Regions from separate parts of the Mus musculus genome. Here regions 2, 3 and 4 are each linked to region 1. Evidence: chromatin contacts called from public HiChIP or PLAC-seq and promoter capture Hi-C data. All regions are on one chromosome and are shown on one strand. The core of a region is the stretch at or near the end of the contact, and the rest is flanking DNA. Distances in the headings are between cores, read along the strand shown.

What was found. Promoter capture Hi-C pulls out the DNA fragments that hold promoters and counts their contacts. HiChIP or PLAC-seq counts read pairs in DNA pulled down with a chosen protein or histone mark.
Region 2: a promoter capture Hi-C map of liver shows a contact between it and region 1. The contact joins the promoter of Zfp541 here to the promoter of 9330104G04Rik in region 1. A contact is called at or near these places in 2 of 39 promoter capture datasets (cranial neural crest and liver) and 3 of 115 datasets of contacts at active chromatin or transcription factors (astrocytes, bone marrow-derived macrophages and stem cell-derived neural progenitor cells).
Region 3: a promoter capture Hi-C map of pre-B cells shows a contact between it and region 1, with 2.2 times the contacts expected there. The contact joins the promoter of C5ar2 here to the promoter of 9330104G04Rik in region 1. A contact is called at or near these places in 3 of 39 promoter capture datasets (cranial neural crest, liver and pre-B cells) and 1 of 9 other capture datasets (adipose tissue).
Region 4: an H3K4me3 HiChIP or PLAC-seq map of forebrain shows a contact between it and region 1, with 4 times the contacts expected there. The contact joins the promoter of Bbc3 here to the promoter of 9330104G04Rik in region 1. A contact is called at or near these places in 1 of 39 promoter capture datasets (cranial neural crest), 2 of 484 Hi-C or Micro-C datasets (both in embryonic stem cells), 7 of 115 datasets of contacts at active chromatin or transcription factors (astrocytes, embryonic limb bud, embryonic stem cells and 3 more) and 1 of 9 other capture datasets (adipose tissue).

The regions. Positions count from the first base shown.
Region 1 is chr7:16,872,156-16,879,077 of GRCm38.p6, reverse strand. It overlaps 9330104G04Rik (RIKEN cDNA 9330104G04 gene), which reads left to right and starts at 4,192. Exons shown (of 2, transcript NR_152128.1): 1 at 4,192-4,866; 2 at 6,165-6,922. Dact3 (dishevelled-binding antagonist of beta-catenin 3) reads right to left here and starts at 3,761. Exons shown (of 4, transcript NM_001081655.1): 1 at 3,405-3,761. The coding sequence starts at 3,653.
Region 2 is chr7:16,067,710-16,074,631 of GRCm38.p6, reverse strand. It overlaps Zfp541 (zinc finger protein 541), which reads right to left and starts at 2,787. Exons shown (of 16, transcript NM_001099277.2): 1 at 2,384-2,787. The coding sequence starts at 2,690.
Region 3 is chr7:16,239,837-16,246,758 of GRCm38.p6, reverse strand. C5ar2 (complement component 5a receptor 2) reads left to right here and starts at 2,605. Exons shown (of 2, transcript NM_176912.5): 1 at 2,605-2,736. C5ar1 (complement component 5a receptor 1) reads left to right here. Exons shown (of 2, transcript NM_001173550.1): 2 at 1-14.
Region 4 is chr7:16,305,248-16,312,169 of GRCm38.p6, reverse strand. It overlaps Bbc3 (BCL2 binding component 3), which reads right to left and starts at 2,587. Exons shown (of 4, transcript NM_133234.2): 1 at 2,309-2,587; 2 at 1-44. The coding sequence starts at 29.

The sequences.
Region 1 (6,922 bases), core at 2,943-5,442:
TCACTTCTGGCTGGACCCCATTTCGAGGACCATGGGCAAAGTCTTGGGACCTCACCCAAGAAACTGGACTTTTATAAAACAGCAAAACCTTCGAGACAAGCCAGGGGTGGGGTTTGACATTCTTCAGTGCTCTGGGAAGCAGACAGGAGCAAAGTTCAAAGCCTGTCTAGGAATCAGAGAATCCCAGCCTCAAAAAGAGGGCTAGGGCCAGACAAGATACAGAAGCAGGTGGATCCCTTTGAGTTCCAGGCCAGCCAGGGGTTACACACTGAGATCTTGTCTCAAAAACTGAACCAAACCAAAACTAAACTGAAAACAACAAAGGAGGAGAGGTAGAGCCCCTGTGAGGGGCTAGAGGTGTGGCTCAGTGGTGGAGCCCCTGCCTAGAATCCCCCAGTGAGGGGGCTGGGGGTGTGGCTCAGTGGTAGAGCCCCTGCCTAGAATCCCCCAGTGAGGGGCTGGGGGCGTGACTCAGTGGTAGAGACCCTGCCTAGAATCCCTCAGTGAGGGGGCTGGGGGCGTGGCTCAGTGGTACAGCCCCTGCCTAGAATCCCCCAGTGAGGGGCTGGGGGCGTGGCTGAATAGTACAGCACTTGCCTATCCTGTTCCTTACCCTTAGTTCCATCCCCTGGATTGGTAAATAAAAAACCAAAGCTTTGCCCGGTATTCTCCATCTCTTTCCTGGCATGCAAACTGTTTTTGAGAGTAGATACATTAGAAAAAAATCAGAACAGACTCAAGCCAATTCAAAAGGTAGTGGCCTTCTCAGCATAGGGAATCAAATGGAAGATGAGGGGAACTGTGCGGGCCAATGAATATTTAAGGTGAGACTTGGCCCTCAGTGTCCAAGATCCAATCATCTCTTCCACTGCCCAGCTGTAAGACCTTAGGTAGGTGTCTTGACCTCTCTGGGCTTTACTTTCCTTATCTGCAATGTGGCATCACATGACTTGGTCTTTAATAGCTCGAAGGAAAAGCTAAAAGGAATTGAAAAATCAGTTGTCTTTTTCAGCACTTCATCAAGGCCAGTTTACATTATTACAAGACAGTATCTTACAAGGAATAATTTCTAACACTGCTTGCATAATTAAAATTATATGTAAAATGATGGACTTTTGGGGGAGTGATGGATTCCATAACTGTCATCTCAGTTTTTCCACCAGGGGGAGGAGTCAAGAGTTGGGGAACAGACAGCCTGAGTTCATCTCTAAATGACCTGTTGTCCCCAGAGACTTCTTTGCCCAAATGTCCCCATATCTTTTTTCCTCTCTTTACATTCCGGTGCCCTTTCATCTATGTTAAGAAGTCCTGGGCTGGTGAGATGGCTCAGTGGGTAAGAGTACCCGACTGCTCTTCCAAAGATCCAGTGTTCAAGTCCCAGCAACCACATGGTGGCTCACAACCATCCGTAACAAGATCTGATGCCCTCTTCTGGTGTGTCTGAAGACAGCTACAGTGTACTTACATATAATAAATAAATAAATCTTAAAAAAAAAAAAAGTCCTTCTGCAAGTCTAACCCAAGTCCTTCTTGCTGGAAGGGATATTTTTCCTTCCTAGGAGCAACAGGACCCCTCTATACACAATATCCACTCCCCTCTCTCTGCAATACTTCCACTCTGAATGTGACATGCCCACATCATGTCTCACAGAGTCACCAAGTCTAACTTCGGGGTTTTCTGTTTTGTTTCATAGGGGGTGTTTCTGAGTGATGGATGGAGATGTAGGTTGTCTTATAAGACAGGGGGTTTCTGGAATCAGGAGTGACCCCACTTCCTCTTCTGAAAGACCCAGGAGCCCTCAACACCTGAGGTGTTTATATTTAGCGCTTTTCTACTCCTCCATCAGGCAGGCTCCTGTCCCAGCCTTCCACCTCCTCCTCTTTGAGGCCTGGCTGAGAGCCTCTACTGCCTACATTGGGGAAGGGGTGGAGTGTGAGGTACAGGTCTGCTCTCCCATCACCACTTCATGCTAACCAGGAGGACTCAGCACTGAGAAGAGGGGCAGAGAGTGAGGAGGGAGAGAGGCCAGACCACTACTGGTCTGCAGTGGTGCCTTCTCCCACCCTCTTAGTGGACTGGATGGAGGGGTCTGGCAAAGCGCAGGCAGCGGAGGGCAGGGGTAGCGGCTGAACACCTCCCCTCCTCGGTAACTTTTGGAGGGGGCGGGGCCTCCCACAGCTGTTTCTGCTTGGAGAAGAATGTGTAAGGTCTCACTCCCTGCACCGTCAGGCCGGTTGGGGGTGGGGCTGGGCGTCTGGCCTCAGCCCCTTTCCCCATTTCCCATCTGGGGAGGGGGCAGCCGAGGTCAGCAACAGCCAGATCCCCGTCTCCACCCCCACAGCCTCGGCTCAGGTTTCCCTAAACGGGAAGCTCTGACCACACACATGTACACACATAGAGGCTTAGGTACCGGGATGGGATGGGCCAGGGGAGTGGGCTGGGGGAAGGGAAGAGAGATGGAGACAGACATTAGGCAGAAAAACATTGAGGCCTAGAGACAGACCACGACCCCATTTCTAATCTCCTCTGTTTTTGGAAGCTTTACAGGTCTTGGAAGACCATAGAGACAGAGACTGTGTTAAGGAAATGAAACAGAGATGCTGGGGTATGGAAAGGTTGGAGCAACAACCGGAAAGGGTCTCCAGACTCAAGGAGTGATGTAGGGAGGGAGAAAGAGCTGGAGCCTTTTCAATTTGAAAGTCATCATTAGAGTTCCTCGGCGAATCATACTCTCTCTCCCCTCACTCCCTAGCTATCTTCACCTGGCCTCCCCGTGTTACTGAGCCATGGGACCAAGTAGAAGAAAGAAGTGTCATTGGGTTGATCAAAATGCCCCCGGGGGTCCTCAGGGACTGTTCGGGGGTTTCTCAGCAGCCGGTCTCTCTCTCCAGAGGCCTGAAGATTCCCCTTCCCCCACCCCGCCCCCTCCAGGGATCTCCAAGCACCCCGAGACTTAAGGAAAGATGAAGATGGATTCCGGGTAGCGGGGCCCAGAGGGAGGTTATGTTTGAATGCCGGCTGTGTGACCTTGGGTGAGTCTCTTCCTGTCTCTAAGCCTCAGTTTTTTTCTCTGTAAAATGGGGACTTTCAAACCCTCATGAAATAGGAAATCTGTAAGAAGACGAATGTTTGGTTTAACACACACTAGGCATCCAGGACGGTTAACAGGGTCCATGCTGAGTCCAACGGAGGCCGTGCATCCTCCCTATCAGCTCTATTTGGGGGTAGGAAAAGCCAGGTCTCCAGTCTTATCTCTTTCCCCCTGCCTGCTCCCCTACCCTAGGACCGGTGTGCTGAGCATACACTACCAAGACAGACAGACGGACACAGGAGCAGGGAGGTGGGGGAACGAATGGGGGAGGGAGGAATGCATGGATGGACGCACGGACAGGCGACCCCTCACCAGCTGCTCCTCCAGGGCTGCTGCGGCCCTGCGCGCCGCTGCCGCATCCTCGTCCTCCTCGGCGTCCTCCTCGTCCTCAGCCTCGGCGCCCCCCATCCCGGGCTGGGCCAGCCGCAGCGCCTGCTGCACGCGGTACTCCTGCCTCTCTCGGAGCCAATGCAACTCGCAGAGCCCGGCCAGGCTGCCTTCCAACCATCCCCGCAGCCGACCCCGCTCCGGGCTCACCGGGAACGAGAAGGCCCGGATCATGGCTGCGGCCCCCCGCCCCAGCCCGGCCGGGCCCCACGGCCGCCCCTCTCGCCGGTCCCACCTCCCCGCCCCAGCAGCCCGCCCGCCCGCTGGCCGGGCTGTCACCGTCTCATCTGCATAGGCGCCCGCCCATTGGGCCGCCCACCCGCGCCTCATCTACATGACCACGCCCCTGAAGGCACGACAACGACCTACTATTGGTTGTTGCCTTCCGTGACGCAGGGCTCCGCCCCGCCCCATTTTTCCTTAACAACGCATGCCCAGGACTACCTACGGGGGTATCAGACTCGCCACGCCCCTTTGTGCGGCGATCCTGGGGCTGTGGCCACGCCTTCTTTATAATCACAATGAAGCAAGCCCGCCCTTGCTCCAATTTCATTGGTGCCAGTCGCTTGGTTCTGGAGCTGGTTCCGCCCCCTTGCGGGCGAGCGCTGGCTGCCATTGGGCTCTCCAGGTCCAGGGAAGGGTGGTCTATAAATAGAGACTGGATCCACGTGACAGCTCCGCAGCTGCTCTTGCCGCCCCTCCCAAACTTTCAGCTTCTGAGTCTGCGCAGAAGGATCATCAGTGATGATTGAATCCGGATCACGCCTCCTCTTCCAGGCAGCTTTCCCAGACCCTCAGAAGTAAAGCGGATTGAACATCTTACGGTTTGATTATGCTTTTAAGCAGGACCTGTTCAAACCGGCTCTGTAATTCCATCATAGGGGAGGCTGAACCAGGAGGAGAATTGAGAGTTCAAGGCCAGCCTAAACTACATAGTGAATTTCAAGCTAGTTTGGATTACACAGCGAGTTTCTGTCTCATCAAAACAGCACATTTACGGAATTACAAGACCCTGGGTGAAATATTCTATGCTTTGACCAGAAGAGAATCTGAGGTCTTTTTTGTCTTCCAGGTGCGGTGGAGCTGAGTTCCACCAGTCTGAGCTCGCAGGGGCCTTTGTTCACGGTTCTAAGAGGCTTTGTTCTCAGTCTTCTGAGATGCTCTGTTCTCAACGTTCTGAAGTTCTAAATCTGAGCCTGCCTGCTTTCGAAGGCTGCATTCTGCCTCTTCTCACTGGGCAAGCCGGGCTAGCGCCCCCTCACGCGGCCAGCATGTGTCACTACACCCGGTGTGTCGGCAACGTTTGTGAAATAGCCCATTTCTCAGACGGACCTTTGACTCCTTAAAAGCTCAGATCTGGAAGGGAGGATGGGGCCGTAGAATCGCGGTGAGTTCGAGGCCAATCTGGGCTAACTATGACAGCCTGTCATTGAAAGAAAAATATAGTGTGAAACTGTCTTTTATAATGTTTTATGATCATCTGGCAATAACCAACTTTGATGTGGTGAGTCTATGCCACTTTAAGGCAGAGTAACACTAGGAAACGTATTTGGTCTCTCTGTGCTCTTCATCTACATCTAAAAAAAAGTTATTCTGAACGTTTAACAGCATAATTATGTTTTGTTTTGCTTTTTGAGGGTTTCACTAAGTAACCCTGGCTGAACTGTAACTATGTAGACCAGACTGGCTTGTTACTTTCAGACCACCTCTGGGTTGTATCTGACTCCCCCTACTCCAGTGCTCGTATTAAAGGAGTGGGTCACCACGTATAACCCTGTTATTTTTTATTATTTTTTTTTTGGAGTAACAGCTTCTACCACTCATAAAGAACTGAGTCTTGGGCATGGTGAGTCATATCTGTAATCCCAGCACTGGAGAAATGGCTCCGTGATTTAAGAGTGCTGTTGCTCTTCCAGAAGACCTGGGTTCGGTTTCTGGCACACAGAGAGAAAAAGAGGCTCACAGTCCTCTTTAACTCCAGCATCAGAGGATCCACTGTCCTCTTCTGGTCTCCTCAGGCAACTGCACTCTGTGCGTGAGTGCACACATACACCACACACTGAAATATTTAGTCTTGCTGGGCAGTGGTGGCGCACACCTTTACTCTCACAGCACTTGGGAGGCAGAAGTAGGCAGATTTCTGAGTTTGAAGCCAGCCTGGTCTACAGAGTGAGTTTCAGGACAGCCAGGGCTACACAGAGAAACCCTGTCTCAAAAATTTTTTTAAAATTTTTTTTTCATGGTGCCAAGAGTGGTGGCTCAGGTCTGCCACTCTCGTGCTCTAAGTGATTAGGCAGGAAGATCTGCAGGTCCAGACTAGCCTGGGCTACATGGCAAGACCAAACAAAAGACTGGAGATGAGGCGCAATAGTTGAGGCTTTGTCTAGAATCCTACTAGTTTCAGCCCCCAGTACATGAACAGTCATGGCAAATGAAGCCTCAGTTTACTCTCAGCTGTTGGAGGGTTGAGGGCTAAAAGTTGCGGTGACCAAGCAACTGGAGAACTGGGCAGGGATCCAGAGTTAGAAAGGACAGCATGATGGCAGGAACCCTCAGGAGACAAATGTAGGTGGGTAGTGAGTGCTAGGCTAGCCTGGTCTAGTGAGCTCCAGGACAGCCAGAGCTAGGTAGAGAGACTTGGTCTCTAAACAAATTAAAATAAAAAAAAAAATCCTTTCCCCACAGCCTCAGGGCCAAGAAGGAAAAGCTGGAAGCTTCGATGCTCTGATCCCCTAGCCACACCTGCCCATGCTCTCAGACTGCCCCAGGCTGCCCTATTTCCATCCCTTCCCTGCCTACTCAGGACTGTCTCCAGGACTCATCTGTATGTCCATGCAATGGTAGCAGGGCCCGAGGTGTCATGGTCACCACCGCATACCCCGAATCACTGAGCACACTGATAGAAATGGGCAGGGGTGAAGGAGCACCCAGTGTGTCAAGAAGTCATTGCAACAGAAAACACTCAGGTTGGGAAGGCAGCTCAACAGGCCCAGTGCTCGCCGTGAAAACATGAGTGAACTCAAGAGTCCCGGGCTCCATGCAACAGGCCAAATGCAATGGTTCCACGATTGTCTTTTTAGTGCTGGGGAATGGACGCAGGAGGAGCTTGATGTCCAGCCGGTTAGTGAGCTTGAGGGTCACCAAGAGACCCTGTTTCAAAAACGAAGTGGACAGATAGGCCGGCAAGATGGCTTTCAGTGGGAAGGCGATCATGCTGCTGATGCCAAGGACCTGAGTTCTGTTCCTGGTGCCCATGTCCACATGGCGGACAGAGATAACTGACCTCTGCAGGCATGACACCGAACACACCCTGCCCCAAAATTAAATACAATAAAGCAAGGTAGAGGGTAACAGAGGAACAATCATGATAGAGACATTTTCATTTTCTTCCAAGAGAGGGTTTTTTTCTGTGTAGCCCTGGCTGTCCTGGAACTCACTCTGTA
Region 2 (6,922 bases), core at 1,538-4,037, 800 kb after region 1:
ACCCTGTCTCAAACAAACAAACAAACAAACAAACAAAAAGACATCTATGACAATAACAATCAGTCCTCTCTCACATAAGACTCCAAATACACCAAGCTTTTAAAACAACAAACACAAGCATATCAATTATGTGTGTGAGTATACTGTTGGAGGTTGGAACTCAGAGCCTTTAATGTGTACTAACTTAAAAAAACCCAACGTATATCTGAGCAATTTCACCCATGAACTTGAAGATTTATGAGGTAAGACCTATTGGTTTACACCTGTAGTCCCAGCTAAGGCAGGAGAACTGCTGACTTCAAGCTAGTCTGGGACACACAGTGGACAGTCCCCACAAAACAAAAAACAAAGTATTTATGTGTACTACATGGCTTAGAGGTGGGTTTTTGCTTCATACTTTATGTTCTATAATAAATACATTTTCCTCTTTTCTACAGAGACAGAGTTTCTCTGTGTAGCCCTGGCTGTCCTGAACTCACTCTGTAGACCAGGCTGGCCTCAAACTCAGAAACCATCCTGCCTCTGCCTCCCAAGTGCTGGGATTAAAGGTGTGCACCAACATCCTCCAGCACATATTACTTTTCTAATTTAAAAAATTAACATAGTCAGAAGTGGTGGCTCACGTCAGTGGTCATCAGCACTTGGGAAACTGAGACAGGAGAATTATTCAGACTCTGAGGACAGCCTGGACAACACAGTGAGACCCTGTCTCAAATAAACAAGTAAAAGTAAATGAAAATTGGGCATGTACTACATGCCTTAGTCCTAAGTACTCAGAAGGCTGAGGCAGGAAAATCACTTGAGCCCAGGCACTCAGAGCCAGCTTAGCTTAATCACTAGCACAGTAAAACCCCCATCTCAAAAACAAAAAAGAAAAAAATGACATATGCATATTTACTTATATGGGCCTTAATTTAAGTTTTAAAAGCATAGAGTTGAAATTTAATGCTTGGGCTGGGGGCATTGTAACAGTTGAATATAAAGAAAGGCTAAACTGAGCAGAACCCTAAGAATAACTGATGACAATTAGGGTTCCTGTGTCCAGGAAAACACGCATCTCTTTCACGAGCACTTTTCAGTATCACCACGGCCCAAAGTGAGTGCCATATTACAACCCTGGGCCTGGCTAGTGCCATAGTCAGTCTTCCCATGTGCACTCTCCTAAGTTCCTAAGACTTCCTGCTCTGCCATCATTCCAACACAGACACAGGCCTGGTCACTGCTTGGTAATCTTTGGAGTGGGGCCTGCAGAAATCTTTCCCAGTAGCAAGTTCTTGCTACTTCCTCAGACACAATCCCAATTACTGAGTTTCAGGCATTTAGATGTGGACTTCCCTTCAAACAGTGGGATTATAAACTCCCTGGACCTCTACCCAAGTCAACCCATTGAAGCAACTTTCCAGGAACCAATAAAGAGGATCAGAACCAAACCAAAATTAAACAAGAGAACTCCCTTCCACAGGAGACCAACAGCAAACTAAAATGACACTCACACAAGCTGCTCAATTATTTCACTAATTCTCTCCTTTTCTTCGATGGTTGAAGAGAAAACCTTGGAACTGAATCAAGGCCCTATTTAAGATGAAGTATTACTGACAATATTGGTTGTAAAAAACAACTAGCTGGGCATGGCACAATCTATAGTCCTGGTTCCTGGACAGACTGAGGCAAGAGGTCTGATGGAGCCTCAGTGTTCTGAAAAGATGGCAAGACCTCCCTCTTTTAAAAAGACAAAGCAGGATTTAATCAAGCACCTGTCTGGTACATTATGGTCTATGGGAGGCTTTTGCAGTCTTCTCCTTTTCATGTCTCACCATTGTTCTAGAGCAGTGGGCATGTGAGGATTGGGGTCCCCTTATTTTACATGACATGAGGTCTGGAAAAGCTGGACTAGTACAAGACAGAATGGACAGGATCCCCACTTACTCTGGACAAATGCTCTTGAGATACAGCAGTAATATAAACGTCCCCTACAAGCCTGATGGTCTGCCTCCACACAGATCAAAGATGGGGATGCCAGTCTGTGGGATGGCTCGGTGGTAAAAGCACAAGCTACGGAAGCCTGAGGACCTGTATTTAACACCCAGAACCCACAAGCTGACAATTCCAAAGTAGGATAAAAGCCTCCTCTACAAGAAGAGATTTTTGTTTTGTTTTTCCTTTCCTTCCTTCCCTTTATTAGCATGTTGAAGTCAGGGTCTTACTATGTAGCTCTGGCTGGCCTCTATTTGCAGTGTTCCTCCTGTGTTTGTATTCTACATGCTGGAGTTATGAGCAGGCATCATCATGCCCAGCTAAGGAGACCTTTCCTAGCCAATGCCAGCGGATTCAGTCCCTGGCTACCTGCAGGAACTGTAGGTGCTCAGTCCATGAGCAGCCTCACCTTGTAAGGAGGTCTGTGACTCAGAGTCTGCATATTCTTCCAGCAGCTTCACAGAGTCACTGTCCTTCCCCGAGTATAGGGACAGGGTGTCCAGATTGTCCTCTAGCACTTCACTGGGCATATCAGATGTGGAGAGACTGGGGTCAAGGTCCAAACCGCTTAAGCCAGCGTAGAGCAGGTCCCGTGTGCTGGGGCCCAGGTCCCGGTTGAGTGTGTCACTGCAGTTGAGCACTTGACTTTCAGAGAAGGATGGGAGGTGCCCTTCTGATGGAAGTGCTCCCTCTTCCCCAAGACTGTATGGCTCCATGGCTTTCCACTGCCAGGTCCTGGCTAGAGCCCGTCTCCAGACAAGCAAAGCCGTGTCCAGAGTCAGGAAGGGAAGAGCCCTCGCTGGCAGCTAGCTCCTGAAAATGAACAAGGACGTATTAGAATCAAGAGGTGGTAGGTGTAGTAGGCAGAATGTAGACTTGAAAATGGAGCCACTGAGATGGGTCTGTTCTTAGCCATTTAACCTTGCTGCACGACCTTGGGCAAGATCCATGAACTCCATTTCCTCATCTGTCAACTAGACAAAAGAATAACACATGGTGGACTGCAGAGTCCTCTGCCTCCAGTTATAAATATTAGAAAGATCAAATAGACTTTAATGTGTGTCTAGGCAGAAAAGACAAGCAAGGAAAATCCCAAGGCCAGCAACAAGGAAACTCAAAGTTAGAGTCTGTGCAGGCACAAGTCAGTCCACTGGGACATCCAGGCCCAAGTTTAAGCCTGGGGATGCTTGTCCACTTGTTCCATGTGGCCAGGAGACACATGAAATACCACTGCACAAAGGGAGGCTTACTGTGTGTGTAAAAGAGCCTGGACTGGGAAAGTCTCATACAAAAAAAAAAAAAAAAAAGTAAATACAATGAGTTTTAATATAGAGTAAATGTTGAAGTTAGGTTGGGGGTGTAGCTCAGTTAGTAAAATGCCTATCCTAGCACACTCAAACTTCTAGGCTCCACTCAGCATCACATAAACCAGGCATGCCTGTAGTCCCAACATTTGGGATATGGAGGCAAGATATCCTTGGGTAAATAGATAGTTTGAGGCCAGCCTGTGTTTCATGAGATGCTGTCTCAATAGTCCTATCACCCTGATCCCCAAAAAGGAATAAAAGAGGAAGTTTTACTAACCACATTCTAAAAATAAAAAAGATTACAAGGAAGTACTATGAAGAACTGTGTTTAGACAGTGCACTCACACAGAAGATAGGCTACAATACACACCCAATGTGTTAAGTCATTGAACTCAGATACAAAAAAATCAATGAGCAAATTTCTAGAAATAGACAGATTATCAAAATTCACTCAGAAGAATATATGAATGATCTTAAAACAAATTAAAAGATAAGGGGATATGCAGTGGTGCCCACCTATACTTCTAGCATGCCAGAAGTTGAGCGAGACAAGTCCTTGAATCCAGGAGTTCAAGACTGGCCTAGGAAAAACAAGCAGGAGAAGAAAAGAAAAGAGAAGAGGGAGGAAGGAAGATAGGGATGAAGAGAGGAGAAAGATGGGGAGGGGAAGCAAAGGTAAGAGGAGAGAGAAATGAAAAGGGAAGGAAGGGAAAGAAAATACTAAATTCATATTGAATTCAAATAATTCTCACCTATCTTACCACAGAAACACAAAACAAAACAACAAAACTTTATTATGTGGTGATGAAACATGCCTTTAATTGCAGCACTTGGGAGGCAGAAGCAGATGGATCTATGTGTGTTGAGGCCAGCCTGGTCTAAAAAGTAAGTTTTAGGACAGCCAGGACTACACAGTGAAACCCTGTCTTGAAAAACCAACAAAACAAAAATCTTTATTAAAACTCTTAGTAATGGTGAAAGGTTCAGGGGCCCAGCAGGCCTCTACAGGAAAATATGACCTGCTGGATGGAGCAGAGCTCTAACTTACCCTAGCCCATCCCACTCCCTGGCTCAGCAGTGGTCATGAAGAGTTAGCTATGTGTCTGGTATGGGTTCCTGATGCTGAAAGAACAGAGTAGAATTTGTTCTTAAAGAACCACAGCCTCCCATCTGACCTATCCTGGTTCCCTGAAAGCCCATGGCAAAGGTCTTGACCTTATTTTATCTAATTTGGGAATTCCTCAGGATGGAGATGAGCTGCAAGAGGACAGCTGCTGCAGTCTGGGGCAGGAACTGATAACCTTAAGCCAAAACAGAAAGCTGGGGTGATGGTGCACTGCAGGATAACAACTCTGAGAAGCTTTCATCTTAGGTCTCTCGCAGCACTAGACACAATCATATCACACCACCCAGCAACCGCTCTCCCTGGAGCCACCTGTATAGCTCAAAGTACATGACCACACAAAAACCTGCACACACGTTTTCATGACAGTTCCAGCCATAGATGTCAAACCTGGAAGTTATCAAGAATCTCTCACAGGTGAATGGAGTATTATTCAGTACTAAAAAGACAGTTAAGTGGAATATTGTGCATGATGATGCATGCTTTTAATCTCAGCATTCAGGAGGCAGAGCCAGGAAGATCTCTATAAATTTGAGGTCTGGTCTACCTGGCATATTCCTAGACAGCTAGGGTCCCATAGTGAGACCTTGTCTCAAAAACAAACAAACAAACAAACAAACAAAAAGGCAGTAACCAGGACTGGAGATCACTCAGCAGTTTAGAGCACTGAATTTTCCTCCAGAGGAACTGGGTTCAATTCTCAGCCCCCACATGACAGCTTACAATCATTTGCAACTCTAATTTTGGGTGATCTGATGCCCTCTTCTGAACTCCATAGACATATATGCAGGCAAAGTACCCATACATGTAAAATAGAACAAATTTAAGGGGATGGAGGCAATAAGCTATCAAATCACAAAGGAAGGGAAGGACCAGAAATGCAGAGATTATGAGAGTCAGCAGAAAAGGCCATATATTGTATGATTTCCTCTATGTGGCATTCTGGAAGACCATGCTTGTCAGGTTGGGAAAGAATAGGAGACATACAGAAAGCACTAAGGTGGGGCTGTGTATTCTGTGTAGAGAGCTGTAGTGGTAATGGTGGAGACATCACACATTAGTCAGGAACCCCAGAGCCACACTGTACCAAGGGTGGGCACTAGAGTAAACATGGGCTTAGTTACCCTCCCTCTGAAGCTGCTCTGTATCATTCTGGGAAGTTAGACGGCTATGACTACGTGCGCAGAAAGGACCTGACAAGGCCCTGAATGTCCCCTCTAGCCTGTTTTGCTTAAGCAGGGAGTGAAGGCTAAGGCAGTACTGAAGTACTGCCTAGCAGTACTGAAGGGTGCTCCATACCTGGACAGGGGTCAGCTGCAAACACTGGTTGTTTTGGTTTGGTGGTTTGGGGTTATTTATTGTAGATACTGAACTCCTTTATTGATGGTTGAACAACTCTTTCACAGGAGTAACCTAAGACCAACAGAAGCTTTGTCATTACCGTACTTACTATTAAACTGACAGAACGGAACTGATAAGCATGAGGACCTGACTTCAACTCCTAGCACTCACATAAGAACCCAGGTATGGCAGTGTACACCCTTGATCACAATGCTGGAAGGTGATGCAGAAGAATCTGGGGCTTGCTGCTTTGCCAGTCTAACCAGATTGATAAGCTCCAAGCTCAGGAAGACTTGGTTCAGAAAAACTAATGTGAAGAAGATATGGTTTACTATAACGTGTTTGCTGTACAAGCCTAAGAACCAGAGCTTAGGTCCTCATCATTCTTATAAAAAGCTGGGCTAGCATGGGTTCATACAAGCTACAGGTCCTGCATTATAAGACACTTGAGACCTTTAACTTGCTATGTACTAGAAGCTGGCCCAGAACTCATAATCTTCCTTCCTATACCTCTCAAGTGCTAGAAATGACACCACCTACGTTGCTTTTAAATAAGGATCTTGTCATTTTCTGTTTTTACTCTGAAGATAATCTAAAAGAAAAAGGGGCAGCAAGGCAATCAACAAGGGAGCCCTTTCCAGGAACATTAAATATACATCGAGATAGCCATCCCCCTTATTAAATTAGTGTATGCAATCTGATTAAACTGGCTGGGCTACCTTGTTTGCATTTCATTTGCAATTTAATTTTGGTTTATAGCTGCATAAAGGCTGTGAGCTTTAAAACCATATGGCTTGTTTTAGCATCATGAATGACTTGTTGAGAAAAAGAAGAGAAGAGGAGAGGAGAGGAGAGGAGAGGAGAGGAGAGGAGAGGAGAGGAGAGGAGAGGAGAGGAGAGGAGAGGAGAGGAGAAGAGAAGAGAAGAGAGGCCAGGTAGAGGTGGCACATGCTTTTAATTCCAGCACTTAGGAGGCAGAGGCAGGCAGATTTCTAAGTTCGAGGCCAGCCTGGTCTACAGAGTGACTTCCAGGACAGCCAGGGCTACACAGAGAAACCCTGTCTCAAAAAAACAAAAACAAAAACAAAAAACAAAAAAACAAAACAAAAACAAAAACAAAAAACAAAAAACAAAAAACAAAACAAAACAAAACAAAAAAACCAAAACCAAAACCAAA
Region 3 (6,922 bases), core at 1,356-3,855, 630 kb after region 1:
AAACAGTATATGATGGAAAACACTGGAGTTTAGCTCTGCTAGGCCCTCTCTTCTTCCCAGTGGATATGTGACCACTGGTTGTCACATATCACAGACCCAGCCTACCTGTGTTCTGCTATTCACACTTTCTATATGATGACACTAACCTCACTGAATTTTTACAGGCTCCATGCCTTGGCATTTATTATTTATGTATTTATTTATTTTGAGACAGGATCTCTTTACATAGCCCTAGCTGTCCTGGAACTCACTATGTGAACCAGGCTGGCCTAGAACTCACAGAGATGGGCCTGCCTCCATCTCCTGAGTGCTAGGATTAAAGACATGAGCCACCACATCCAGCTTTATTCTATGTTTTGTATGGCCTCTATGAGTTTGAAACATTTAATCAATTAGTTAGTTAATTAATTAATATATGAGATGGGATCTCATGTAGCCCAGGCTAGCCTTAAGCTGGTTTTACAGCTGAGGTGGGATTATAGGTAGTCCTCCTGACTCCCAGTTGTCTCCCTCTTGTGGCTTTTCTCATTATCGGTCACATCTGTATTGCCACAGCTGAGCTTCTCACCCACTGACCCATGCCCCAGCTGTCCCAAGAACCTCTTCCTCCCCTTGCTTTTCCATTCCAGGAAAAACCACACTGGCAACCTGCTCACCCAGGCCCTTTCAGCTGCCCCATCACAGACCCAGCCCTCCCTTCTTACCACACACCCGGCTCTACATCCTGCCCCCCCCCCCCGCACCCCCCCCCGCCTCCTTCATGCCTCTCCCTTCCCTTGATCTCCTGGTTGCCCAGCACCTCTTCCAAGGACCATCCTGCTCCCATCCTGTCTTCTTGCCAGGTGTCCCCTCCTTAAGGGAGTCCCCTGTGACAGCCCTCAGTTTCCCATAAGCACCCTACCATCAATCTTTTTCTCTGGCTGCGATTGAGCTTCCTGGTTCAGGGAGTAAGTAGTAGGTAGGGATTCACCTCCTTCTGGCCTTGCTGTAATGAGATGCTGTTTTAAGGGTTGGGCTGAGGGCTGGGGCTAGGGGGTGGGGTGGGGTTAGAAAGACGGATCAGTGATTAAGAGCATTTGATGTTCTTTTAGAGCAGCGGTTCTCAACCTCTGGGTCTCAACCTCTTTGGCAAACTTCTGTTTCCAAATTATTTACATTCCGATTCATAACTAGCAAAATTACAGTTTTGAAGTAGAAATGAAAATAACTTTATGGTTTGGGGGGACACTGCAGAGTGAGGAACTGTATTTAAGGGTCATAGGTCGTAGCATCATGAAGGTTGAGAACTACTGTTTTAAAGGATTAGTTCAGTTCCCAGCATCCACATAGTGTCTCCTAATGATTTGTAATGGCTGCCTTGGACACCAAGCCCACACATGCTGGACATACATGCAAGCAAAACACCCATACATATAAAATTATATATAATATGTAAGCTGGGCCCAGGATACAGTGTTTCAGTTCAGTAGGTAGCATGCTGGCCTAACACGCACAAGCCTCTGGTTCAGTCCCCTGCACTGAATAAAATCTCCAATAGTGGTTGGGTGTGGTGGTACATGCATTTAATTCCAGCACTCCAGACACAGATGCAGGCAGACCTCTGGGAGTTTGAGGCCAGCTACTTAGTGAGCTCCAGGTCAGTCCAAGTGAGACTTGGTTTCAAAATAAAACAAATATATACACACAAAGAAACTAAATCTGCATGGTGGATTTAGGAGGTAGAGGCAGGAGGCTCATCTAGTCAAGGAGAGTTTGTGGCTAGCCTGGGCTACATGAGGCCATTCTGGGCTACATGAGCCTCTGTCTGAAAACACAAACAAAAACAAATGAACAAACAAACAAACAACAACAAAAATCCCAGCCAGGCTTGGTAACAAGCATTTGGGAGACGGCCATAGGTGGACCTCCGTGAGTTCAGGCTGCAGAGAGAGGCCAGTTTAAAACCAAAACGAGACAAAAAGGGATGCTCAGTGGTTTAAGAGCATTGGCTGCTGCTCCTCCAGGGGACTGAGGTTTCCTTCCCAGAACCCACAGGGCAGCTCACAACTGTCTGTAGCTCCAGTTCCAGGGGAGCTGATGCAGTTTCCTTGCCTCCACAGGCATGGTGTGTAGCACGCAGATATACAGACAAACCACTCATGCACCAAAGGCAAAAATAAATTAATCTAAAAGAAAGGAAGGAAGGAAGGAAGGAAGGAAGGAAGGAAGGAAGAAAGAAAGAAAGAAAGAAAGAAAGAAAGAAAGAAAGAAAGAAAGAGAAAGAAAGACAGGAAGGAAGGAAGGAAGGAAGGAAGGAAGGAAGGAAGGAAGGAAGGAAGGAAGGAATTGGACATACAGCAGGTGGTGGTCATGTTGAGAGACCCCCACCCCAGGTGACTCCCAGGCAGGTCAGGGTTAAGCAACGCAGCTCAAAACAGAAGTTTGCAGAGTCCAGGGGATTGCCAAATGTGTGGCCTGTGGAATCTGCTTATGTCAACAGGGTTGGAAGGGGAAGTGAGCAGGAAAGGAAGTGGGCTGAGAGCTTGGCGGACTCTAGTGTGTTCTTTCTCCTCCCCCAGCCCCAGCCTTCTGGACCCTTGGGTCTTACACACCTATCTGTTCTTCAGATGCAGGGCTCCAAGGCCTGGGGCCAGAGCCGCCTTCCCTTGTAACGGTGACCTCCGGGAGCTCACATCCAGGAAGCTGTTACATTGCAGTAGAGTCTTCTGGGATGAAATATGAGGGGCTGGGAGACGGGTCAGTGAGTAAAGTGTTTGCCATTTAAACATAAGGATATGCGTTCCAGCCCAGGCTATGGATTTGCCTGGTACAGAGGCACGGTGGGTTGTGTTTGTAACCTCAGCACGGGAGAGTGAGACAGATGGATCTCTAGGGCTTGCTGACCAGCAGGCCTGGGTTAATCAGTGAGCATCTAGAGCAAGTTGAGAGCCTTGGTCTCTAAACACAAGGTGGAAGGAAAGGGAGGGCCCTGGAGAGGTGGTTCATAGGTACCGCTCTCAGCAGCAAGCACTCTCACCTGAGGAGCCCTAGCCCTAGCTCTACTACTGAGCCACACTCCCAGCCCCTCATTGGTGAGTTCTTGGTTCTGTTGAGCCAGGCCCCCAATCCTTTGCTGGAGGATTCTAGGCAAATATCCTAACACTGAGCTGTGCACTGCTCCAGACCTTTTATCATCTTGGCACATCTGTTGACCAGGTAAGTCTCCCATGTTGAGGTGTGGAGAACACTGAGGCCTTTCAGGATGAGAGAGAGAGAGGAGAGGCCTGCATCACAGAATCTGTAGTGCCTTGACCCAGAAGCAATTTCCTCTAACAACATGACTTTATGCTCTAAATATCAACAGAAGAATTTGTGACCGCATCCTTCTCAGCCTTAAGCAAGGCTCAGAGAGAAAGACGACCATCAGGAACTGCTGAGTGACGAGAGTCCATGTCAGGGTTGAGGCCATGTCCTGCTCGGTGTCCTAAGCCTGCACCATGCTGTAGGTGTATAGTTTAAGACAGTGTACTCTAGGGCACACTTTAATTCCCACAATTGGGAAGCTGAGGAAAGCAAATCTGTGAGTTTGAAGTCACTCTGGCCTACGTGAGACCCTGTCTCAAACCCAACCCAACCCAAATCAAACCAAACCAAACCCAGCCACTATAGCCAACTTCTTTTTTGTTCTTGTCATTACTACTACTACTACAAATAATAATAATAAATATCTAATAATAATTTTCACTTTAAATATCTGTGCACATGGGCCTGTGAGAGTCACAGTTTGTATTTGAAGGTCAGAGGCTAGCCTTAATTCTAGAGCTTTCCTTTCTACTTTGAGACAGAGTCTCTTGTTGCTTGTAATGGCAAAGGCCAGCTGGCCCACGTTTCCAGGGATTTTGACTCCCTGGCTGTCTTCCTTTCTGAACGCTGGCATCACATACATATACTACTGAATGTGGCTATTATATGGGTTCCAGAACTTCAACCTCAGGTCCCCATGCTTGTGTGACGAGCACATTCCCCACCAATCCACCCATGGGGACCGGACAGATCTCTCCCGTGAGCTCCCCCTTGCCTCTGCCTCCGGAGTGCTGGAGTGACAAGCATGTTCTCCTATGCCTGCTGTCTTCCCATTTTACAGGTAAAAAAACCAGAGGCCCAGAAAGGGGACAGGATTTGCTTATTTTGGGGCATGTGGGGGTTTGAGACAGGGTTTCTCTATGTAGTCCTGGCTGTCTCTCTGTGACTCTTGGCTGGCCTCGAACTCAGAGACCTGTCTGAGTGCTGTGATCAAAGGTGTGCGCCACCACTGCATGACAGGACTTGCATTTTATGTTCCCCGGAAACCTCAGGCCCTGGGCTCAGCTTCTTGATCTTTCTGAGGAGGGTTCATTCTGGGCTATCATCCTCACAACATTTGAGGAAGGAAAGATCTTTAAGAGTCTGTGGCTGGCAGGAATGAGAGGCAGAGAACAGCGCAGCCGGTCAGTGGAGGGTTAGCAGGCCGCTGGTGATTACTGCAGAATCTTAGGGGTCCTTTAGTGCCAAGGGTGGGTGGGAAGTGGTTTCAGAGATAGCCCTCCAGACCTTGCTGTTCAAAGCCCACACACCTCTGGCTTCCAGGAAGCTGATAGTAGTGAGGCTGCGGGTGGAGGCACACACTTTCGGCTTTTCCGACCTTTCTGTCTGTGGGTTAATTTGTGACTCACGGGGAGGAAGAAAAGACAACTATTTCCCTGGGGCTAGCGGAGGCCACGCCTGTTTTTCCTGGTTAAGAAGGTTGCGCAGGGTCCTCAGAGAATCCCATAGGATCTGGGGAAGGGTTGCATTGCTGAGACTCAGGCCCGCTACTGTCCCTGGTGGAGAGACTCTGGGCTTCCTTGCGGCTGCTGAGGTCTGCTGTGCTTGTGCATTCGGCCAATTTGGGACCAGTCAGAAGAGAGGTGAGGAAGGGAGGCATAAAGGAGGTTGCGAGAAGGGGTGGAGAGGCTCATAATGTTTGCCTTAGAAGCTTTCATTTTGAAATCTTGGGAGTCAGAATTAGCATTCCAGATTATATATGTTGTATTTTCCTGAGACAAGAGCTCATGCTGTCCAGGCTGACCTCAAACTCACTATGTAGTTGAGGTGATCTCGAACACCCGAGTGTCCTGCCTCCACCTCCAGAGTACAGGGATCATCAAACACAGGTTATGTAGTGCTGGGAGCAGAGCTCAGGGACTTTGGCACTCTACCAACTGAGCCACACCCCCAGCCCTGAATCATATAAAATAATCTGTTTCATTACGACATTTATATTATATATGAATGTTCTTGAGTTTTGCTCAAATTCACCACCATCTCTTTTCTCATCAGCTTGTATGTTGTTGTTGTTGTTGTTATTATTGATACAAAATATCTCTACGTAGCTCTGACTGTCTTGGAATTCGTTATGTAGACAAGGCTGGATTCACAGAAATCCACCTCCCTCTGCTTCCAGAGCACTGGGATTAAAGGCATACTCCTGGCTTATACTTAAAAGTGGCAATTTGGAGCTGAAGAGATGGCTCAATGGTTAAGAACATGCAATGTTCTTTCAGAGGTCCTGAGTTAGGTTCTCAGAACCCATCTTATCAGTGGCTTACGAACACCTGTAACTCCTGCTCTAGGGAGTCAGATGCCTTCTTCTGGCCCCAGCAGGTAACTGCACACATGTGGCCAACACTTGTGTGCATAGACATATGTAAAATAATGGCAATAATATTTTATGTATTGTGTATAGAGCCAAACAAATATAAATGATTTACTGTAAAAGAAAGCAATGTCACTGGGTGCAGAAGTGTCCATTTGTAATCCCAGATGAGAAGGCAGATAAGAAAAGAAGGTTTCTTTTACTCTCTGGCCCATCTGTTGAGCCAGTTGGCAAACTTGAGGTTCTGTGAGATATCCAGTCTGAAAAAATGTGGAGGGCTGGAGGGTGTGGCTCAGTGGTAGACCCCCTGCCTAGAATCCCCCAGTGAGGGGCTGGGGGCGTGGCTCAGTGCTGGAGCCCTTACTTAAGTTGGAAAGAGGGAGAAAGAGGGAGAAGGAGAGGGGGGAGAGGGAGAGAGAGAGAGAGAGAGAGAGAGAGAGAGAGAGAGAGAGAGAGAGAACATGAATTCTGGGAACCATCCTTGTCTCTCTTTACAGAGGAAATACCATAGGCTGATAGTGACTGAGTACAGAAACTGTCCCAGACTATTATCAGTAGTAGCTGTGAAGGGTGGGGTCAGAGATGGGAAGAGAGGTAGTGATAACAGCAGTTCACACACACATACACACACACACACACACACACACACACACACACACACACACACACAAACACACACACGAGCAGGCACACCCTGTCTGCTGTTTGCTGTGGACGAGCACTGTGGCAGCCTGTCTCCATAGCAGATCCGCTAACTACACTGACTATCCGCAGCGCTCGCTCTCCCAGGTGGGGTCTGTGATTATCCCTATACAGGTACACAGAGATTCCGCAGCTTGTTGAAGGCCACACAGCTATTGAAGCTTTGAGTTTTTGTACTCTTGTTATGCTCTATATTGCTTGTTTTGTTTGTTTGTTTTGAGATGAGGGTCTTAACTTATAGCCCAGGTTGGCCTCAAAATCATGGCATTTCTCCTGCTTCAGCCTCTGAGTGCTGGGGTGACAGGTGAGTTTTTGTTTTGTTTTGTTTTTAAACAGGTACAGTTTACTTTAAGGAAGGAAAACTACTCAGAAAAATGGCTTGGCCTCATAGCTGGCTACCTGGCAGAGCTGAGAGTGTCCCAATTTCCGTTCTGTCCTTCCTGTTTTAACAGTGTTGGCCAAGGCTTTGGGCAGTGCCAGACAACCCATAAATAGTCAGATGAGAGCTGCAGGTTCCAGCCACTCCAGACATGGGGTTGGGTGTCCCCTCCCGCCCAGGTCCTGTCC
Region 4 (6,922 bases), core at 1,338-3,837, 570 kb after region 1:
GAGCTGCCCTCCTGGCGTGCGCGGGCCATGGCGCTCCCTGGAGCCTGCGGGACACGGCGGGAGGTCAGTGGGGCGACTGCGGGGGGGGCCTGCAGGACCCCACCTCGCAGACACCCTGCCTGGAAGTCACTCCCACCCAGGAAGGGATGACCCCAGGGACAGCCTGGCCGGGACACATGGTGAGGGGCGCACAGACTGCGTCTGGGGTTTGTAGCAAAACCCACCAGGAAAACTGCCTACTACTCTCAGGGCTTGGGCCAGGGAGAACTTTCTCAACAGAGAAGAGCGCAGAAGGGGTGCTGGGGCTCCCAGGATACACGGTGCTGTCAGAGAACCGTGTGTGTGTGTGTGTGTGTGTGTGTGTGTGTGTGTGTGTGTGTAATGGGAAGACACCAGTGAACTCAGAGAAGTGTCCAACTTTACCGCCCCTCCCGCTCCCCCAGTGAGGTGGCTCACCCAGAAACACATGGGGACACAGACATGCACACACAGCCATCCAGAGCCCTTTCAACATATTTACACCAGTCTCACACTGACCCGCTGCTGACATGCCAGCGCTCACCCGCCCACAATGCAGCCGTCACACACTGAAGCACAACAGACTCAAGTCTTCAACGTGTTTCTCCCGCATACACACAGACAACCCAAAGACACCCCCCTTACTATTCCTTAGCACATGCACCACCATCATCTCAAAACACACCTGAATGTGCACCCCCCCCCAACTTTGAGCTCCTGGGACACAACAGCCACACATAGACACAAGTCATCATATCCAGATACATCATCCCCCCTCGTGTGCGGGGCAGCCACATCGGGAGGCACCAGCCGCAGCTGGTAGAAGCCATAGGTCCAGCCTCTACTCTCAGCCCCAATACACCACAGCCAACTGTCAGCCCCAGAAAACACACACACACACACACACACACACACACACAGAGCCCAGCAGCACACACACCTAATGCAGAGACAGAAAACACTGGCCTCACGTGACTGCTATAAACACTACAGAGAGAGAGCACCACATGACACATAGCCTGGATCACAGAGACAAACCCCTCAGACCCAAAACTCACTCTCACCCCCCCCTCTCTCTTTCTCACACACACACACACACACACACACACACACACACACACTGCATGCAGAGAGAGGGGCTGGCACTGAACCCGCTAGATCCCCCCCACCCCCAAAGCCCTTCATGCTCAGCGTGCCTTGTGTGCCTTTTGCTGCTCAGAAGTCACCCAGCGAGCGATCAGGCACTGGGTGGCATCCCATCCCAAAAGCTGGGTACAGCAGATGCTTGTCTTGGAGACACCCAGAGACAGCACGCGCGCGCGCGCATACACACACACACACACACACACACACACACACACACACACACGCAGCGCACACTTGGGCGAGACCCCTGCACAGCAACACAGCTCACTCAAGCGACACACAAACACAGCTCAAGTGCCCCGGTCGTCCGCACCACCACCACCAACACTACCAGGCAAGCGACAGATACAGATCCCCTTTTCACCCCTTAAGAGCACACGTATACAACTCTGGTTTGGGGGGTGGCCACCCACACCCGTAAACGGACAGGTGCACCCCACCCCGCAGACACGCGGGCAAGGACTCACGCAGACACCCCTCCGGGTGACAAACGCCAACATCTCGGTGTAGGGATACAAACTCGGGAGCCAAACACGAGCACACACACCCAGGCGAGACACCTGCAGATCCACAGCCCCGCACGCGCGGTCCCCGCCGCCCCTCCGCTGTCACAGCCCCCCCCCTCGACGCCGCCACGTGCGCCCGCCCCGCCCGCCCAGCGCGCGCGGGGCCAATAACCGGCTGTTGCTGGGGCGCAGCCCCCGCCCGCGGGAGCCACAGCCTCCGCCGCCCCCTGTCGCCGCCCCCGGCGGGCGCGCGCTCTGGGTGTGGCCGATCCTCGGTGCCACCCCCCACCCCAACCCTCCCGCAGTGGGACTCGGGGGACTCGAGCGAGCCCGGGGCCACGCTCCTCCCAGGTCTCACTAGCCACCAGGGGGCGCGGGCGAGCCCGAACCCCATTGTTTGTAAACAAACCCGCCAGACCGCTGTGGCACCTGTGCGCCCAGACAGGGCGCCCTGAGTCCCAGGTGCTTCCTTCCCGCCCGCCTGGCCCAGCCTTAGTCCCAGTGATGAAAGCTGGGGCACAAGCTGCGGGAATGCAAGGCGACCGTCCTATCGGCCCGTGCACCCCGTCACCTCCTCCAGGGAGCCCTCCGGGCCTTGCCGCTCGTAAGCAGCTTCGGGAATCGGGGTGCTCACTCACCCCGGGGGCATGAACACTCCGGAGAAAGGAGGCGATGGGGTGGCGGGCGGTTGCCTTCTGGAGGGCTCGCCCGCCGAGTGGGTTGCTATTGAGGCACCTTGCTGCTGCTCCTGCTGCTCTAACTGCAGTGACTGCTGCTGCTTCTGGAGTCTTCGTGTCCGGATCACCGCTGCTGCTGCTTGCTTGCTGGTGTCGCCGCCGCCTCCTGGGCTCCCCGCTCGCATGTGGCTCTATGCCGCGTCTCAGGCCTCCCGGCAGATCCCCGGGCCCCGCTCGCTCGGCGGCCGCCCCGCCCCGCCTCTCGCTGGCTCCCACGCCCCGCCCCCGCGTGACGCCAGGGCCCCGCCCGCGGCTGGGGACAAGTCGGGGCTTGCAGTCGGGCGCCGCGCCCCCTACCTCGGCGCGGGGGGTTTCCCGGCAGCCAGAGGGGCGGGGCGAGGCCTGGTCCAGGCAGGAGGAGCAGCGTGGGGACAGCCCAGACCTAGGGTGTCCGGACACACGCTTGACACACTGACACACTGACTGGGACCCACACCCACACCTGAGGAGTACGCTCAGACTAACGGACTGGCACGCCAGGGTGCACTGAGTCAGTGATGACTGAGCCACAGGGACACAAAGTCAGACCAGAGGCACAGATACACATCAGGACAAGGGCCTGGACACACGAGCTCACACAGACCCAGACATCCAGATTATCTTACTTACTGGCTCACTGGGTCACACACAGACAGTGACAACCCAAAACGTAGTTGCACAAACAATATTCAAACAGTCTCCGACGCACAAACCCGTGTCCCCAGATGCCTAGGGCATTCACACTACACTAAAGGCTGACCCCTTCTCAGAACAACTTCCTGGCAGGTTCAGAGGGACACACACTCCAATCCAAATAGCACTCTCAGGCTGACACCCGCAATAGCTGAAGCACAGCCACTAGACTGCACTGGCTGACCCTACAAAACATGCCAGTCACATACAGAAGAAACTGAGCCCAGACCTGTGCTCACAAAGTCACTCCTGAGACAGGTTCCTGCTAAATGGCTTGATGGCGGGTTACACTCGTGAACTTAAACACCTGGCCCGCCTGGCGTAATACCCATCTGGCACTGGACAAATGGGGAAGAGGCAGCCCTGTGCTCCTGGCACAGACATGCCCGGGCAGCCCCCTGCACCCTATTTCATCCTGTCTGTTGTTTCTGTTTCCTTTCCCTTTTCTAAAAGTCATTTATTTCCCTTCCCTTTTGAAACAGTGACCCTTCCTCCTCCCAAGCCGTAGACATCTCTCACGGCACTTGACAGACTCTCTGTCTCACCCAAACTGTCACCAAACTTACTGAGTATATTACTTACCTATGGGTGCCCAGCACTGGGCCCGCTGTGAAAGGGTGTCACACAGCCATGTGAGATAAGACACTTGTTAAAGAAATAAACATAGTCACTTACACCTGTCTTCCCAGCACTTCCAGAGGATAAAGCAGGAATGTGGTTGCAAGGTTGGAGTCTGTCTGAGTTACATAGTGAGTTCCAGGCCCCCCCCTTTTTTTTTTTTTCTTTTTTGGTTTTTCAAGACAGGGTTTCTCTGTGTAGCCCTGGATGTCCTGGAACTCAGTTTGTAGACCAGGCTGGCCTCAAACTCAGAAATCTACCTGCCTTTGCCTCCCAAGTGCTGGGATTAAAGGCATGCACCACCACTGTCCAGCTTGTTTGTTTGTTTGTTTGTTTGTTTGTTTGTTTGAGACAGGGTTTCTGTGTGTAGCCCTGGCTGTCCTGGAACTCACTTTGTAGACCAGGCTGGCCTCGAACTCAGAAATCCTCCTGCCTCTGCCTCCCGAGTGCTGGGATTAAAGGCGTGCGCCACCATGCCCGGCTCTCCAAGCCCATTTTTGAGCACAGCAAGTGATCTTTTTCAAAAAACGAAGCAAGTGGGGGGGGGGGGGAGAACTCAGTGATTAAGAGTGCTTACAGCTCTTCCCAAGGAAGGACCTGTGTTCTGTTCCCAGTACCTACATCTTGTGCCTGGATATGTAACCCTAGCTCCAGGGAATCTGATGCTCCTGGCCTCCTGAGAGACCTGCGTCCGTGTCCACACACTCACGTACACACACACACACACACACACACACACACACATACTCACACACAATTAAATTTAAAATAACCCACAACTGGACAATCTGCAGACAGTGAGAGACCTTGGAGCATTCAGCTGTAAACTGGATGTTTTCATCCAACTCCTTTCCTCGGGGTTCAGGGACCCACGCAGAAGAGGAAGTGGAAAGATCACCAGAGGTGGCAGATGACTCCAAGAAAAGTGTGCTCCGGCTGGGCATGGTGGTGCACGCCTTTAATCCCAGCACTCAGGAGGCAGAGGCAGATGGATTTCTGAGTTCGAGGCCAGCCTGGTCTACAAAGCGAGTTCCAGGACAGCCAGGGGTATACAGAGAAACCCTGTCTCGAAAAACCAAAAAAAAAAAAAAACCTGACAAAATCCCAGCAGTGAGTAGGGTAGGACACAAGGTCCCACCTCTAGTCCAGAAGCTATTTGTAATTGATTCCTTCTCGGGGGAGGGACATCAGTTCTCTCCAGTGGAGTGTCACTGGGCTTCTATACTCCAGGACAGGTCTCAATGCCCCTCTGCTGCCCCCCCTCCCCCCACACACACCAGTAGTTGGTCAACCCAAAACAGACTGCATGGTTTTTTATGTGCTTTTTCCTGAGTTTAGTGTTGGCTTGGTTTGGTCTTTTTGGTTTTCTGTTTGTTTTGATTTTTGGTTTTGGGGTGGTTTTGTTTTGCTAAGACAAAGAGAGAAAGAAAGAACATGAAGTTGGGTGGATAGAGAGATGGGCAGGATCTAGGAGGAACTGAGGGAGGGGAAAGAATATGATCAAGAGCTGGCGAGATGGCTCAGTGGTTAAGAGCACTGACTGCTCTTCCAGAGGTCCTGAGTTCAATTCCCAGCAACCACATGGTGGCTCACAAACATCTGTAATGGGATCTGATGCAATCTTTTGATGTGTGTCTGAGGACAGTGACAGTGTACTCATATAAAGAATATGATTAAAACATATTGTATGAAAAAAATTAATAAATAAAAGTAGTTAGGTAGAGTGGCACATGTCCTTAATCTCTGCACTTGTAGCAGAGGCCTGAAGATCTCTGTGAATTTGAAGTAAGCCTTATCTATATAGCAGTTAGGAGGCCAGACAGCCACATAGAAAAAAACCCTGATAATCTATTTAGAAAAAAAATAAAAGCAATAACCAAAAGGGAAAAAGAAGAGAGAGGGGGTGTGGCAGGTTCTCAAACACGGCCTGCCCCATGACCAGGAATTTAGATCTCCGAGCCAATCAGGGGTCAGGATTGAGAGAAAGAGAGAGAGAGAGAGAGAGAGAGAGAGAGAGAGAGAGAGAGAGAGAGAGAGATTCCTATTTTGAATACCCAAGACTGTGGATTTTAGACATACACCCACCCCACCATTCCTTCCTTCCTTCCTTCCTTCCTTCCTTCCTTCCTTCCTTCCTTCCTTCCTTCCTTATCCCTTTCCTCAAGGCTCTGTTATACTTTGATCTGGTGCAGGCCATGGGGCACAGGCGTGAGGGATGCCACTGCAGTCATGGATGCTGGACAACCCCCACCCCGAGCCTCCCACCTCACCAGCTTACATGGCACTCATTGACAAACATTGATAGGCAATAAAGTACACCCTTCCCTTTTGGGGACAGCATGTTCAATGAGTCTGAGTACACCTTTTATCGGATGTGGTGGCCCAAGCCTGTGATCCCAGCCCTGAGGCTGCAGAGACAGGAGGATAAAGAGTATAAGGCCTGCATGGGGAGACCACAGTTCAAAACCAAACACATGTGAGGCCCTGGTGTCCATCCCCCGCACCACACATATTCAAAATAAATAAATTAAAACAAGCCCCCACCCCCATGTGTGTGTGCTGAGGACACAGCTCAGCTGGTAGAGTGCTCAGCTAGCATGTATGAAGCCATGATTTTGGTCCTTAACAAACATGACAGAGTATGCCTGTAATCCCAGGCCTTGCAAGGCTGGGTGGGGGTAAGGCCGTTGACAGCTACACTGGGGATTCGAGTCATACCTAGGATATATGAGATCCTACCACAAACCAGCAAATCACATGAGTGCACCGCAGATACAAAAGTGTATTTCTTCTTTCCCCTGACACTGGGTTTTCTCTGTGTAGCTCTGGGTGTCCTGGAACTCACTATGTAAACCAGGCTGGCCTCCAACTCAGAAATCCGCCTGCCTCTGCCTCCCAAGTGCTGGGATTAAAGGCGTGCGCCACCACTGCCCGGCTATAAAGGTGTATTTCTGAGTGTAGGTCAAGTTCAGAGATACCAGCGTAGCCCTGCTTTTGACGTATTAAATGAGATGCTTCTGGAAGTCATTAAATGCAGCGTCTGACACGAAGGCCTAATCAGTATTTGCTGTTGTCATTAGTAGGACTAATTTGGAGCAGTGTGTTTGCTCAGGGCCTCGCAGGGAAGTATCTGGGAGGGGGACAGGCTCCTGCCTTGTGCCTAAAGTTCCTTCTGGGCCCCTCTCTCACCACCCAGTGACCTCCAGCCACTAACAGCAGACCAGA